Regions from separate parts of the Triticum aestivum genome. Here region 2 is linked to region 1. A link is a contact called in public Hi-C data. All regions are on one chromosome and are shown on one strand. The core of a region is the stretch at or near the end of the contact, and the rest is flanking DNA. Distances in the headings are between cores, read along the strand shown.

Region 1 (7,526 bases), core at 1,417-3,916:
AATCCGCGCGCTTGGGCCAAGGGCGCGCGGCAGTGGGCCCCAGCCCGTCGCCCGGTCCCGTCACGCGCGTGGCCTGTCAGGCCCCTCCGACTTCCGGGCACCACGCGGCGCCCGCGCAAAGCCCGAGGGGTTGCCCCAAGATTCGGCGGACTTCTCGGTCCCCGCCACGGCCGGGATGCCACGATCCGGTTTCCGAGAAAACCGGCACACAGTGGGTGTTGCCGGACCCGGCGCTCGCAGAATCCACCTTGCTTAAGGGGGAAACTGCGAAGGCCCACTCATCCGAAGACGGCGGACCTTCACAGCTTCGGGGACTACTGTCGGGGGGGGTGAACCCCGGGCAAGCAACGGAACCCGGATCCTCTTCAAAAAAACAATGGGGCTGGCACCGCCCCTCAATACCGGCACGCGCTTGGCCGGGTCGCTCGACCCGGCCAAGCCCCGCAAGCCGGCCAGACTAGCCGACCCGGCAAGACACGTCGACTCGGCCTCAACAACTAGCGCAAGACAGCCGAACCCGGCACGGCCAAAGCCTCCTCACCAAGCCAGCGCCACCCATGGCGTGCTACGCAATCCAGCCGCGGGTCAACTCCCGTCCCATCCAGGCCATATGATGGGGACGAGACTTCAATCAACGATGACCGAGGCAACAGTGCCCCGCCCATGCCTCTGGTCAGCAGGAACGTGGCAACAGTGCCCCTCACCTACCCGCTGACCAGGGCCGGCGTGGCTACAGTGCCCCCGCCCTCACGGCTGACGACAGCAAGCGGCAACCTGACGGAGAGCACTGTACGCGACTCGACTCGGCCACGCCCTGACGATCGACAAGACGGCGCACGGTCCCCCTAGGCATGCGGGGCCCGCACCTAGGGGAACCCGACGAACCACAAGCCCTGAGCGGGACCCAGCCCGGGTCCCCGGACACCGACAATACGGACCCACCAACTTGTAACATTACCATTGTACCCCGGGGGGTTGGACTATAAAACCCCCGGGAGCCCACGATCATTCGGAGGAGCGAGCGAGAGGACTAGCCACAAAACAGCAACACCGGAGAGAAGGAGCAGCCCAAGCCTTGGCCAGCTTCCTTCCTCCTCCATACAGCTTCAGGAGCAACATTGTACTATCGATCATCCAACTACACTCGGCAGGACTAGGGGTATTATCTCTCGGGAGAGCCCCGAACCTGGGTATGTCCGGCGTCCCGCGCTCGCTCATGCCAACCTCGCCTCTGGAGTCCACCAGCGCCCTCGAGCCTCCTCCTCTCTTTAGCCATCCCTTGGCATCTGCCGTGCGCCCACCACGACAATGATAGTGTTTGAGTTCGTGCATGCCATTGGTTGACCTCGATCCGCAACATAAAACATGTTATGTTGTGATGGGTTTGCATCAAACTTGATCGATGATGTGATGCCTTTTGCATGAACTACCCATGTTTTAATTTAAATATCTCGATCCGTGAAACTTTAGCTTGTTAACCATTTTTATTTATTTATGTTTATCTTCAAATATTTGAATGGTTGATGATATATTGTCCAATTGTTTGTACTTCACGCGGCTAGGCTAAAAGAATACTCCTCTAATTTGGTTAGCTATATACTTCTTTATTCTTTTAGGTATCGGTTGGAAATGTTTTTGTTTTTCCATAAATCGGCTCCGACGGCGGCGTTGAGCTGTAGGTAACATTTTTCTCAAGGGTTTGTTGATTACTCACTTTTTGTTTAGTGAAACTTGTCAAATTATTTTTGTGCTCCCCTAGCTTAGTCATGATGTATTCTGTTTTCCCCGAAATTGTTGCCAATGGTGTGAACCGCCAGAACAAACGTAATAAGCTAAACTTTGGTTCATTTCGTTTAGTAAATCAATTTTACGAGGTACCAACCACATACGCCCTATGGCTGCATGGTAGATTAAGCACTGACTAGTTCTGTACACCGCATAAAAAGGCTGGCTTTGGTGGAAGCTCTGATCCGAGCCACATAATTAAACCCCAACTGATTTCGACGTATCAAAATCCATTAGCGCAGGGGCCAGGACCCACCTTGACCGGCAGCCCCCACGAGCCACGTGACTGACATGGCACACAAAGACAATCCAGACCATATGTTCGTTGCAAGCACAAGTGCCATTTTCACATGGAATCGGGTCACTTTTGTGTAGGACCCGACCCGGAGGTGCTTTCTTGCACCACGCGGGTTTCCGTGGATCAGGGTGAAAGAGAGAAAAGAACGGAGAGTGGACGATCTGCACACGGGGCATCTGCACCCGCTTTCTAAAAATGTACTTTTTACGTGTTTTGTAATGTCCAAAAATTCTAAAAACAAATTATGCATACATGTTGGCAAAGGTATATTCACGGCACAAAGTTTTGTGTAAAAAAGTATTTTTGTTTTGTCTCAGTAAAAAGACAAATTTTACTGCTTCTAAATAGCGTTTCACGGCACAAAATTTTATCTTTTTTCACAGGCTACAAAAAAGTTGTTTTTTGTGAAACTTTCTGCACACACATAGAATAAGGAGATGCCCGCATGCATCTTTTTTCAGAATTTTTTAACATTGCAAAGTGTGTTTTATAAAATGGGTTCATATGTACCCGGGTTTATTCATGCACTCTCTCGGAAAGAACACAACCTTTTCCTTCTCGCTTGTAGAGTCACTTGGACCGTTCAACGCTAGAGAGTAGAGACGCTGCTCTCAACTACCAAAAGTATACTATATTCCTGCTGAGTGCTGCCGCTGCAAGTGTCGACGAATGGATAATCGGCCGCATGTCACCAGGGGAAAAAGGCCGAGGACTGAGGGCATTTTGGGGCAGACAGAATTAACATGTTATTCCACCGAGAGCCTTGGATTTGCAAGTGTGCGGCTCTATGGTGCTGCCTCGCCACCACGGAACTTGTTTTCTTTTCCTTTTTGAACTTGCCAGCAAGGAACTTCATTACTTCAGGGAATTGGTGTTTGATTTAGCCATGAAACATGGAGTGCCAATATAAAAACACACACCCATATTTCTTTTCTTCGTATAATGAAAAGATCCCAGCTTCGCGTTTCTCAGCTCAAAAAGAAGGCCATCAAGTCAACTTACTGTTGGCAAGTGGTGAAGGATATGCATGTTTTTTTTCTTTTGAGAACAATGAAGGATTTGCATGTCGTTCCCCTTGCATAAGAGCGTCTCTGGCAGATCCCGCAACTCACCGCCCTGAAAAAATGTTTACGGGAGACGTTTTTTGCAGGATGTCGGGCGTGCAACCAGAGTAGATCCTGCAAATTTAAACGATGAAAAAGGGTTCCCCGCTCTGTATTACAAAGCAACCATCACCGATACAATCAACGATAGGTGCTGGGATGGACACAACACAGGTACGCAAAAAAACGAAAGAGGAAATACAAAATGAACAGATGCCGACAACGGCGATCAATACAAACAAAGAAGCCTCGCGACCGCTGCAACCACCGGAGATCTCACACCAAGCTCCTAGGCCCCGAAGCGCCGGTACCAAACAACACCTTCAAGAAGGGACGCGGCGATAACGACGCTGCTGCCGAGGGTTTCCCCCGGTACGCGGCGAGGAGAGAGGAAGGGTAGCCCCCGACACCCTCCAAGAAGGTCTGATGGCACCCTCAAGCGCCACCGCGTCGTTGTCGGCCAGGCCGACAAGGATTTCTCCCGATCCCAACCTTCCCCCCGAGCACTCCGGAGCTCGCAGGGCCTAGATGTGGGCCGGGGGCACACCATCGGCCACCCCGCGCCACCAAGCCGCCCCGCCGCCAAGGAGCAGCGCCGCCACCTCGCCTGCCGCCGGCCACCGCCGCCTGGTCGCCGGGCCGCTGCGTAGCCGAGCATCACCGCCGCCGCCCCCTACCACGGAAAGGGAAGTCTCGTGCAGGGGTACAGGAGGTCCCGCCGCCGCCAACACCACGCGGGCCAGAGCCGGGGGTGCCCGCCGACGGCGGCGAGTGGGGAAAGGAGGAGGAGGGAGGCTGAAGGGGGGAGGAGCGCTCGCCGGCCTGGCCGCCTCCCGAGGAGGCGGCGCTAGGGCAGGATCGGGAGAGGGGCACTCTACAAATTAAACATACTAGTTCACGCTAAAACATCTTGCCTGAGTTCATCACAAGCATAGCATAGCATAGGGAAGTTCATCACACACATAGCATAAGGGACTTTTAGTACAAACCAAAATTAAAACTACCGAAATTAAACACGCATATCATAGATCTACTTGTCGCCGGAGTCGTCAGAGCCGTCCTCGTGTGGCGGCGGCTCGTTGCCGTGAAGGGTGTGGTAGCTCAGGGAGCTGAAGAGCGTCTGGTGGAGTTGGTACTCCTCCCGGAGCTCCAGCAGGCGCGCAGCCGCAGCTGCATCGCCGGCTATGGCGGCCCCCCTCGCCCGCAACCATGCGGTCGCGACCACCCGGAGCCGCTAGAGGGACCGGTCGAAGAGCCTCCCGAGACGCCGGAAACTCGCCCATGCCTGCGAGCCGGCGCTTCGGGACTTCGCGTTGCGGGTGCGCGCCGCCTCCCTCTACCTGCCTGACACGGTAGGGCATAGGGAGGAGCTGTCGGCCTCGTCGTCGTTGCGTCGCTTGCAGCCGGCGAATCCACCACGGCCGCCGAACTACCCGCGGCACCCGAACCCGCCGCGGCAGAACCCCTGCCACCTCCACGCCTGGAACCCATGGGTGACATCTCCGGCAAGATCCGGCAAGAAATGCGAAGGAAAAAGTGGCCGAAAGAGAAGGGATTTGACGCCGGAGGGAGGAGCTATGCAGCGGAGGAGGGAGGGGGATTTGGGGGACGGGAACCCTAAACTACGCTGGCGCCCGCATATATGGAGCAAATGGAGGCGGTTTACGGGCCTCCTCTAAAAATTTTACGGGTCGGGCCCTTTTCAACGGATCTGATCGGGCCAACTTTTACAACAAGCGTCCCGCAAAAAAGAAAATACTTTTACAACAAGCGCTCTTGCTGCCAGCAAACATGGACTGCGATACAACTTCTGAACACGAAATGGGCTGCGAAAAAACTTCATGGTTTGTTACCTGCAGGAGCTATATGTCGCCCATTCTAATTTCTATTACGGCTCGCCTACGACGCAACCGGATTTCGGCCGGATCAATGATGTAGCTGCACGCGAGTTTTTTCAATTGTTTTTTTTACTGTTTTGCCATGTTTTCTTCTGTTTTGTTGGCTTTCTTTGATTTTTCTTTTTTTCCTTTTTATGTATTTTTTACTTTCTCAACGCATGTCTATTTCTTTCTTACAGATTGTATGTTTTTCTTCTACACCAGTAACAATTTTTATACACGTTTAACATTTTTCCAAATACATGATTAACACTTTTTTTTTGAAACATTGATTTTGATGTCCACTTTTTTTTTCATACACATTGTATATTTTCTATATACATCTAAAAATAATACATACATTTATTATTTTTAAACACATGATTAATTTTTTTCAAATATTTGTTTTGAACATTTTCTTGAAAACATGTTAAACATTTTTCATATACACGTTGAAACATGTATGATCCGGGTTTTTTAAACTGCGATATATTGGATATTTTTTTAAATGACCGAAATTTTATTTCAAACGTATGTACATTTTGTTGAATGATACATACCATTTTTTCAGTTACACGATTCAACATTAAGTAACATTTAAAAGAAATGCCAGTATATTTTCTGAAGCACGTGAACATTGTTTTAATTTAACATAGATTTTCCAATTGTACTAGTCCCTCTGATCCAATCAGAGGAAGTACCATTTTCAAAAATCTGAGCAAACATTTTTTACACCACATTTACATTTTGAAATGTGAGCCGAACACTTTAAAAAATAACTAATTTATTTTCTCATAGTATATGTATTTAGTATTTTTACCCAAATGATAAGTGTCATACATGTGGCACGAAGCAATCCGGTCCTGACGTTTTTTATAATCAAAGTTGCCATTCAAAAAAAAACAAACAAAAAGAACGAAACTTGCTATTCGAAAAAGAAGTTGCCATCCTCGCATCACTAAATTTACCTTTAAAACGTTCGGAGTTGCCATGTGTTCATGCCACACGCGTGACACTTATCAGGGTCCTTTTTAAATATAAACAGAAGAAAAAAAATGCGAGGAGACCTCGGTTACTGGGCAGCCCACTACCGTCTCCTGCAGGTGACGCGGTCTTCTGTCCCGTATAAAGCGAGACATAGACTCGCTCGTTTGTTACTTCAGTCATCTCTGGTGATTAGCAAAATGTCCGTTGCCCATGGTGGACGTACGACACCACTACAATATGACGTTGGATGACAAATGTTCGATGTGTGGAGGGACTCTTGGAGGCATTCACTCATTGAGTGGAACGTGGTGTGATGTCTGTGGGCGTTAGCGGATGAGAGTTTGATGGAGCATATATAGGAGTCTTCAAGCGACTTCATCTCCACCATGATTAAGACATTGAGACATGACGAACGGGAAAATATAAGGTGCTACGGAAGCACCTAAGTTTAGGTGCTCCAAGAGCTTCTCGGCCATTGGATCTGAAATCCAATGATCATCTACATATGCGCTGGACCCGATTTGCAATATCAAAATTTTGGAGGTGTTTTCTGAATAAAAGCGTGAGCTCTCTCCTCGGCCTTCGGATCTCAAATCTAACGGTTGAAAAGCTCCTGGAGCACCTAATCTTAGGTGCTCCCGTAGCACCAGATATCCTCCCCATGACGAACAAGTCAAATGCTTCCTCACATTGTGGGCTACTCCCTTCATTTTTATTTACTCCGCATATTAGTTTTGGTCAAAGTCAAGCTTTACAAACTTTGACAAAGTTTATAAACAAAAATATTAACATATACAATAACAAATCAATACCATTAGGTTGAATGTACTTCCACATCATATAAATTTGTTATGCTAAATATTTATATTCTTTTCTATAAATTTGGTCAAACTTTATAAAGTTTGACTTCAATCAACTCTAATATGCGGAGTAAATAAAAACGAAGGAAGTGTTTGAAACGGCCGACGTCAAGTAATACATGAATAAAATTCCTAGTCATGACTCTTGGTTCATTTCTTCTTTCAGAGCTATATCAGTGACTTAGACTTGGTGAAGCATAAGAGAGAGAATATCATACTTGTGGCGGGGTGGGCAAACTGGATTGCACTTCCCCTAGAGTGATTAAATTTGAGGTCGACGCGACAGTGATAAAGAATCAAAATATGGGAGGGGGGAGGGGGGGGAGGGGTCTATAGTTGTTAGTGACAGGGGACAATCATGGCCATTACCTGGGAGCTTCCACAATTTTTTTTAGGGAAGAACTGACCTCGAGATGCTAGAAGTTCTCGCTTGCAATGAAGCCCTATGCCTTGTAAAGGATATCCCTCCTCAGCAGATTTTTGTCGTGAGCGACTGTCAACAAACAATCCCAAGTTTGAAGGGGGAAATTTTGTTGTTGAAGATCCTTGCGTTGCGCTCGTTCCATAGCTCCCAAGACACAAACTTGTTTGTGTAATCTTATGCGACAGTTATCAT
Region 2 (7,526 bases), core at 2,564-5,063, 370 kb after region 1:
CTTCCTTGAAGTGTGTATGGTTTACTTCCTTGAAGTGTGTATGGTCGTTGGTAGCATCTCCTCGTTTGTTGGATCATCCCTAAGCTACCACCCATCGTACAAGCATTCTACCCTTCATGGCATGGCGATGGCAGCCGTTTCCTCGCCCTGACTACCTTCCCATTCTCGGTGATGCAGATGGCGCCATGGGCATCACGTTTTTGTTATCCGGTCCTCCTTCTCTGGTGGTGTGAGGCGTTGGTGGTGGTGAAGTGCTAGTGGCCTCATGCTTTACCGTGGAGGATATGCGATGGTAGAGGCGTGAGCTATGGTCAAGGACACCTTCGAAGTCAAGGTTTGATGTTGTCTTGGATGGGGCCGAGGCTCTAGTATGCATATGGAGCCAGATGCACCAAGAGGCCTTGGCCAGCGAGGGGAAGGGTCATCCTCCCGTGGGGTGAACAAGCCACGCCTCCCCCGTTGTCTCACGGGAGATGATACTCTTGTGGGTTGGGTCTACATCCCTTGTATTGACGATCCCTGCTCTAACTCCAGGGACTGGAGGGTGGAGCATGAGGAAGCAGCCTAAGGGATTTTGAGGCTGGGCACCACCCTCTCGTCCTAAGCTGAAGATGGTGGTGAGAGTAGCACTAGAGGGATTGTTGCTGACAAAGAAAGCCAAGTCACGGACTTCCACATACCTTGTTTTTCTTTCAGAACGCGCATGAGAACATCACATCGTATCAGTAAGAGAGAAAAAGGAGTTGATGATTACATCATGGGTGCCCGCAGGCAATCCAAAACCCAGAACTCACGTACAATAAGCGCGCGCGCACACACACAGCTGCCACTCTCGCCTACCCACATTTCAACGTTTGGCCTATTTGATATCCATGTTAGTTGACATAGCCTTCATTCGTAGTTGATGATTGTCGTTAGCCCACTTCTCGCAATGGACACCTTGTTGAAAACCCTGTGATTCCTTTCCTTCCATATGGAGTGCTGGTAAGGATGAAGAAAGACTTCATATCCTTTCTCTACGCCGCAGAGATAGCACTACTTGAAGTCGTCCACCAATCCACCAGCATGCTCTGACTCGAAGGAGTGAACCTTTCCCAACTGTTGGCATGAAATGCATCGAACCACACTACACATGTGAAGGAGCATTGCATCAGCAGGTGATCCAAGGTCTCAGGCTCCTGCAAGCACATTGAACAACACTGCTAGTGTGGTAGGACCCTTCTCATGAACCGATCGAATCCGACATTTGTTCACTACAAGTGAAGAGTGTGAGTGGTTGATGGTTGGGTGCTGGTGATTGCCCAAATGTGTATAGTGTAGCCACAAGGCTCCATTCATTATTACAATGGCTTTTCAAGGCTATAGAAATATCGTTTTTTGGTTTTTAGGGTGTAATATCAAATTTTCAATGCAATATTTAGTTGGAACTAGTAAAAGAGATCGTGTGTTACAATGGGGTGACGAATTTGCCACTTTGAAATCAAGCCACCGAGAATATAATACCTATAATGATGTACCCAGGGAAGAGCATCTATGTCTTCTTGACATCTTCAATATTATCTCCATCCCATTTGAGAAACTCGTGCACGTCCATATCCTTGTCATATGAATATCTTTGGAATCCATCCTCCCCTCTTTAATACAACCCCAAGATAGCCCGTACAATTCCGTTTAATTGTCTACCCTTCCTTTAATACACCCCAAGACAGCCCACACATTCCTTTTAATTGTCGAAATGCATCATTCCTTTAATGCCCCAATGACAGCCCTCAATTTCGTTTCATCCCTTTTGGTCTTGTTAATATTTAGGTAACCTACGGAGTATATAAACCGATAGGAATCCTCCTAAAGCGGCAAGGTGGGATAATTTCACATCCATATATTAGCCCAGTTGGTTGGAACTATCGGGGCACGAGGGGAGGTTGTGAGTTCAACCCCTACGACCATTTATTTTTCACCACTCCATAATCAACATAGAAGGCATGGAGCGGGCCCAACTTATCCCACGCGCTCGGGCCAATGAACGAACTCTGTGGGAACCAAAGGCCCAACGAAACAAATCGTTTTTTATCACTTGGTGGCCAGAAGAAAAAAAATTAGTACTACCTCAAAAAGTAAAAATTCTTCGAAAAAGTCAAAATGATAATATGGGTGAACACACTATATAGACATGCGGGGTAGGAGTACTGTATATGTGTTTTTTTTTATTATGATGAAAAAAACATGCCAAAGTTCCTTATTTTTAGAGGAAACATTTTTTTAGCAAAAGCAGCATCAGGCCAATCTTGGCGACACTTTTTTGTTGCCACAATCATCTATACACCGACCTACTGAAAAGATTCCTGATTTCTCAAAGTTCCAAGACCAGAAATCCTCCACATTGCGGGTACAAATAGGAATATGCATAATTGCCAAAGCATCATATGGTAGAAAGACCTGCCTGATAACCTCGTTGTTCCATTTGGTGTTCGAGATTCAAGTAGTTCTGAAACAAGCTGCGGTAGGTGAATCACAAGCGAGATGATTGGACACATATTTTCCTGTCTTGGGATGGAGTTGAAGTTTCATATTTCAGTGGTTGTACCATTGCCAATTCGCCTAACCAGCCCGTGTTTAAGGGTATCACGCCCCTTAATGATTGCTCTCTAAATTTGTGATGGATGAGTCCTAAGTGCTGCATTCACAAAATGAACTTCTGGGAAGTACACTGCCTTCAGTATTCTTGCACTTAACAAATATGGATTCTCTAGGATTCTCCAAGCCTGCAAGAAGCACAAGATTGAAAATTTCAAAGTCCTTGAAATCCAGACCCCCATGTATTTAGGCATGCTCATCGTGTCCCATGACACCGAGTATGGCTTGCGTTGATCTCTTTTCCCCATCAAAAGGCTTTGATAATAGATGTGAGGTGTCCACACAAACCCCTTGACAGTTTAAAACAATACATTGAAAGTTGGGGCGTTTGGAGTTTTAGTTAATGTGGCTCGTTGGCATGTGAAAGCTAGGGTGCTAGACTCCAGATGTGTGTAGTTCTGCGTTTTTCTATCCAGTGTCCTCGCCTGTTGTAGGTCTAGTCATACATTTTCCCCTCGCTTCCCTTGTTGAGGTGAGGGGGGGGGGGGGGGTTGTATCGTTTGGAACCTTGCTAGTGGTTTTGCTACGTTTTGGGTTGTTTGCTAGTCTTGTTAATGAAATCGTGAAGAAATTTCTTTCATTAAAGAAAACATGAAATTGAATAGACCGAAAGCTTGTGCAACTGATTTTTAGGGGAATCATGCTTAAATCTTTTTTTCAAAACATAGTACATACATAGGCGCTTATATATACGTGCATACACTCACCTCTATGAACATATACACACACACGCTATCTCTATGAGCACCTCCGAAGGACTAAGCCGGCATATCATCTTAAGATTGACGAAGTCATCACAGGCACCTCGTAATCGACGAAAACGTCTTCTTCCAGTGAACACGCATCACCGAAAATATTAAAATAAATCCAGAATAAATGCGAGCACCAGGACTTGCTGGTGAGCCGGGAATACCACTGTTCTCCATCACGGGTTGGTTGGCACTTTTTTTTTTGGAGCGACTGGTTGGTTGGCATTTTTTTTTTTTAGGCAAGGTTGGTTGGCACATGGTTAGCATGCTCTCAGAGCTGTAGGGACGACAAGATCAGCCTGGCCCATTAACATGACAGGCTGGCCTTGACTGTGGCAACTGGCCTGGCCCGATCCGGCTAAGGCCGAAGAATCACGACTTGGAGGCGAAGAAAGAAGAAATCGGACGGCTGCGGCTAGGCGGTGGTCGAATCGTGACCGCTCCAAAATCGAAGGGTTTTAACGAAGGGGGCTCGTTCGGTTTTGTTTCCTGCGGCTGCGGCGACAGGTCAGACAGAGCTTCCCTTCCTCCCGCTAGCTCGGGGCGGATCCATCCACCCGGCGGACCATCTCTGATCTCTCGCGGGCGCCATGGCGGAGCACGCCGCCCCGGAGCTACCCAAGAGGTGCCACCACTGCGCAGGGCCCCTCTCCAAGGACATGGTACGGTGACTTCCTTCTCCCCCTTCACATCGTCTTCCGCCGCCGCTGCCGTCGCCGCCGCTATAGTTTTCCATCCCTTTGTAGATTTTGTAGTGTTGAATCTTCGTCTAGGTTTGCACCTATGATGACTATTGCTTGTATGCTGGTTCGTGTTCAGCTATGTTTGTGTTTGCTAATCAAACGCCCGTTGTTGTATTATTATTTTTGGACTGATGTAACTCATGCATTTTTGTGCTGTTCTTGTCTGCTTGTACTGATGCGAGCTTATACCGTTATAGCTTCCTTCTAAGGCAACTTATGTGGTCAATTGCGCTAATGCGTGTTTTTGGGTTGATGAAGGAAACTAGCAGCTGGACCGTCACTCCATTGGTTCGAGATAGCTTCTCAATGGTTTGTTCCGTCGCCTTTCACTGCTCACCAGTGCAAGTTATTCGTCTTTTTAGTCCAAACTGGAAACTTTCCAAGCATTGCCTTCTGTTTTGTGCTTTCCACCCCTGTACTAATATATAAATATGGCCATATTGGAGCAGATTGGTTCCGCTGTTGGGGGCACTGCAGGCGCATTTTATGCATTTAATCATGGTATGCTGGCTACCATTTTGATCAATGAGTGATTGATACATCCAGCACTTCTAAATTTTCAGTTACTTAAAAGATGCTGTGTATTTGCTGCGTGACAATTTCGTATGTTATGCCCAATAGTTTTGCTTTCTTCATCTTGTGTTGGATGAATTATACATAGTGTTCAGTTTGAGATTCTATAACATCTTATGCAGCACACCACCTTGTTTGTCTGGTTGTAACTTGTGAGTTGTGTTGCTAGTTTGCATTGTAATACCTGTCATTCATCTTATAGGATCCTCAATAGCATTTCAAATCTTGTGAAAATATTCAGATATCATCTTATAGGATCCTCAATAGCATTTGAAATCTCATGAATATATTCAGATATGCATGTACCTTGTTGCTGTATCAAAAATGATTATTAATGTTCTTGTAAAATACCTCCCTGTACATGCCTACATGCATGGATTTTTTTCTCCCGGCAATACACATGATATTGGCTCAACTTTATTTACATGAAGTGGATTTACCTTCTTGGTATTTTGTTGCAAAGGGATCTAGAATGAAATCGCTTAACTTTTTATGCCATTTTTTAATTATGCTATTATACAATTATATATACTAAATAATAATATTATCTTCAGATTAGCATTAACTTTGGATTATTTTTTATGTAGCTATGCCTGTTGTTCGGCGTTACATAAAAGGGCCAATGTGGATGCATTTTCTTGTTGGTGTAAGTACAATGTCCATTTTCCCTTTTTCATATGTTGATATTATCTTATGCATGTTCTTTTTAGCATGAATTATTTGGAATGATGCAGTCCAAGATGTTCTTTTATCACTTGATGGGTACATTTATATGCTCTAATGATCATCCACTGCCCAAACAATTCACACTGATAACATTGGAACCTGCAACAACAACAAATCCTTTCATTCCCAAACAAGTTGGGGTTGGCTAGAGTTGAAACCCATAAGATCTCGAAACCTTGTCATGGTTCTGGCATGTGGATAGCATCACAATCCTCCTTCTTTACCCAGGCTTGGAACCGGCTATGTTGAGAGAAAATAGGTGGATTTTTTTTTGACATGTCATCAAGATCTAGTTTTCTTGAAATTTCTTTAAGCACGCATCAGTCGTGTAGTCTGGTATGTAAACATAGCACTGAATATTCACTGTGCCAATGTGCTGAGTTTCATACCATACCATACATCAGCAAGTTTTATTACTGGGAGGGGTTCCCCAGATTAGCATTGCTTGAGAATACAGCCAGCTACAGTTGCATCCCAAGAGAGTTTATCGTCTTTTATTCCTTTCTTTGAGAATTTTTGGTGCAAAGATTGCATTGGGATGCTACTTTTAGTTCAACCTGATGAGGTCCATTGGTCTGACCCTTTTCATCCTGCAGGCCCCTCCAGTTGTTGTATTCTCTTCTGCATGTGCTGGATTAGCAGGTGAAGTAATACTCTTCTGTATTTTAATATATTTATCTATTTTATGCTTGTAATTCTGCTATCTAAAAATCTGTTCTATTATTATTTCCTTGATGTAGATTATTCTCTGTATTTGACTGGACATCATTACAAGCAATTTATAGAGATGTTCTGCATTTGAACAGTTTTCATTCCTTGGCTCCACTTGATAGTTTTTCTCACTAGTGATGTTTCACTTAGCCTGCCTATGAGCAAGTATAATAACAGGCTTATAGCCTGGTTACATGGCATGTTTGCTTATGTGGAGGAGTGTGACATGAAAAAGTAAGAGGAGTGGTCTCTCATGCAAGAGCCTGCCTCTACACGTGCTCCTAAGCAACTGCAATAAATATGAAGAAAGAGAAAGAGAGAAGGTGAAAAAAGTATTACGCTTGTAGCCAACCTTATTATATGATTGCAAATGATAGCTTTACATGACATGGCAACTTAATATAGCCAGCAGCTGACTACAGTATTAGCCATGCTCTAGTTGCTATAAAACACACTTGTACCTTTTGGGGATTTTAAAGCAAATGCTTTTATGTAGTTTCATTTTCATGAAGGCTTCTGGACTGAATTGAACCCCACATTACCTTTTCACTGGTTTGCATTCATTCACACCAATACAGAGTACAAGCATGTGATAATAGATGAGTATGTCCAAACAAAGTATACACAGGAGGAAATCTAGACCCTATCGTAGCTGCCAATGAGTGTTGGCCTGAGCTGCATAGCTGTGGGGGTATCAAGTATGAGCCCTGAGTACTGGCCTATAGCTGTGCACCTGCATAACCTTCATCAGATACTAGTCTAGCACAACGCATGCAAATTTACCCTGTGAACTACACAGTTTGTTATTTTGGTGTTTGTAATAGTATTTTCCTTTATTTTGGAGTACTTATGAAGTGCAATATGATATTGGTCTGCTCATTAAGCAAGTGAGGAGAACCTTGTCCTGTCCAATCTAGACCGCCCTTTATAAACCAGAAGGTTTAAAGTTCAAACTAGATGCGATGGACACAGACAAAGCCATGTAGATGACTAGGGGAGGTGGTATTGAAGGTGTTTCAAACTGGGCTGTGTCGGTTTTCTGTAGGTTGCTTTTATGTGCAGTAACGTTTTGAGGAACATGTCTATCTTATAATAATATATGATGTATTAGTACTTATCTACACCTGATTTTTTTTTTTTGCATATTCTATGTTAGCTAATTCGTTTTAGAGGAACATGTGTTTTGTTTATTGATGTGATCCTGGAATTGATATGCATTTCCAAACCAACTCACAGATTGGTTAATTATTATATTTGGAACATTTGCATTTGAACTGCAGATTTAATGTGAGGACTAATTAGTGCATTTACAGCAATTACTCTAGTAATAACATTGGAATAGTATAGCAACAATGGTACTGTTCAGGTACATAGGATGTACATTGGAATA

Evidence for each region. A called contact is a pair of places that touch in the nucleus more often than the background predicts.
Region 2: a contact with region 1 is called in a Hi-C map of leaf, with 3 times the contacts expected there. The contact joins the promoter of LOC123078105 here to the enhancer-like site in region 1. A contact is called at or near these places in 2 of 5 Hi-C or Micro-C datasets (both in leaf).

The regions. Positions count from the first base shown.
Region 1 is chr3D:171,337,080-171,344,605 of IWGSC CS RefSeq v2.1, forward strand. No RefSeq gene overlaps it. Among protein-coding and RNA genes, the nearest start is that of LOC123078102, 85 kb to the left of the region's middle. Within about 2 kb of position 2,667, at least 4 of the 8 cell types and tissues checked have an H3K27ac peak or open chromatin away from gene starts, as enhancers often do. A contact at or near this core is called in leaf, where this site is marked.
Region 2 is chr3D:171,710,072-171,717,597 of IWGSC CS RefSeq v2.1, forward strand. LOC123078105 reads left to right here and starts at 3,814. Exons shown (of 6, transcript XM_044500504.1): 1 at 3,814-4,045; 2 at 4,385-4,435; 3 at 4,576-4,627; 4 at 5,287-5,345; 5 at 6,022-6,067. The coding sequence starts at 3,974.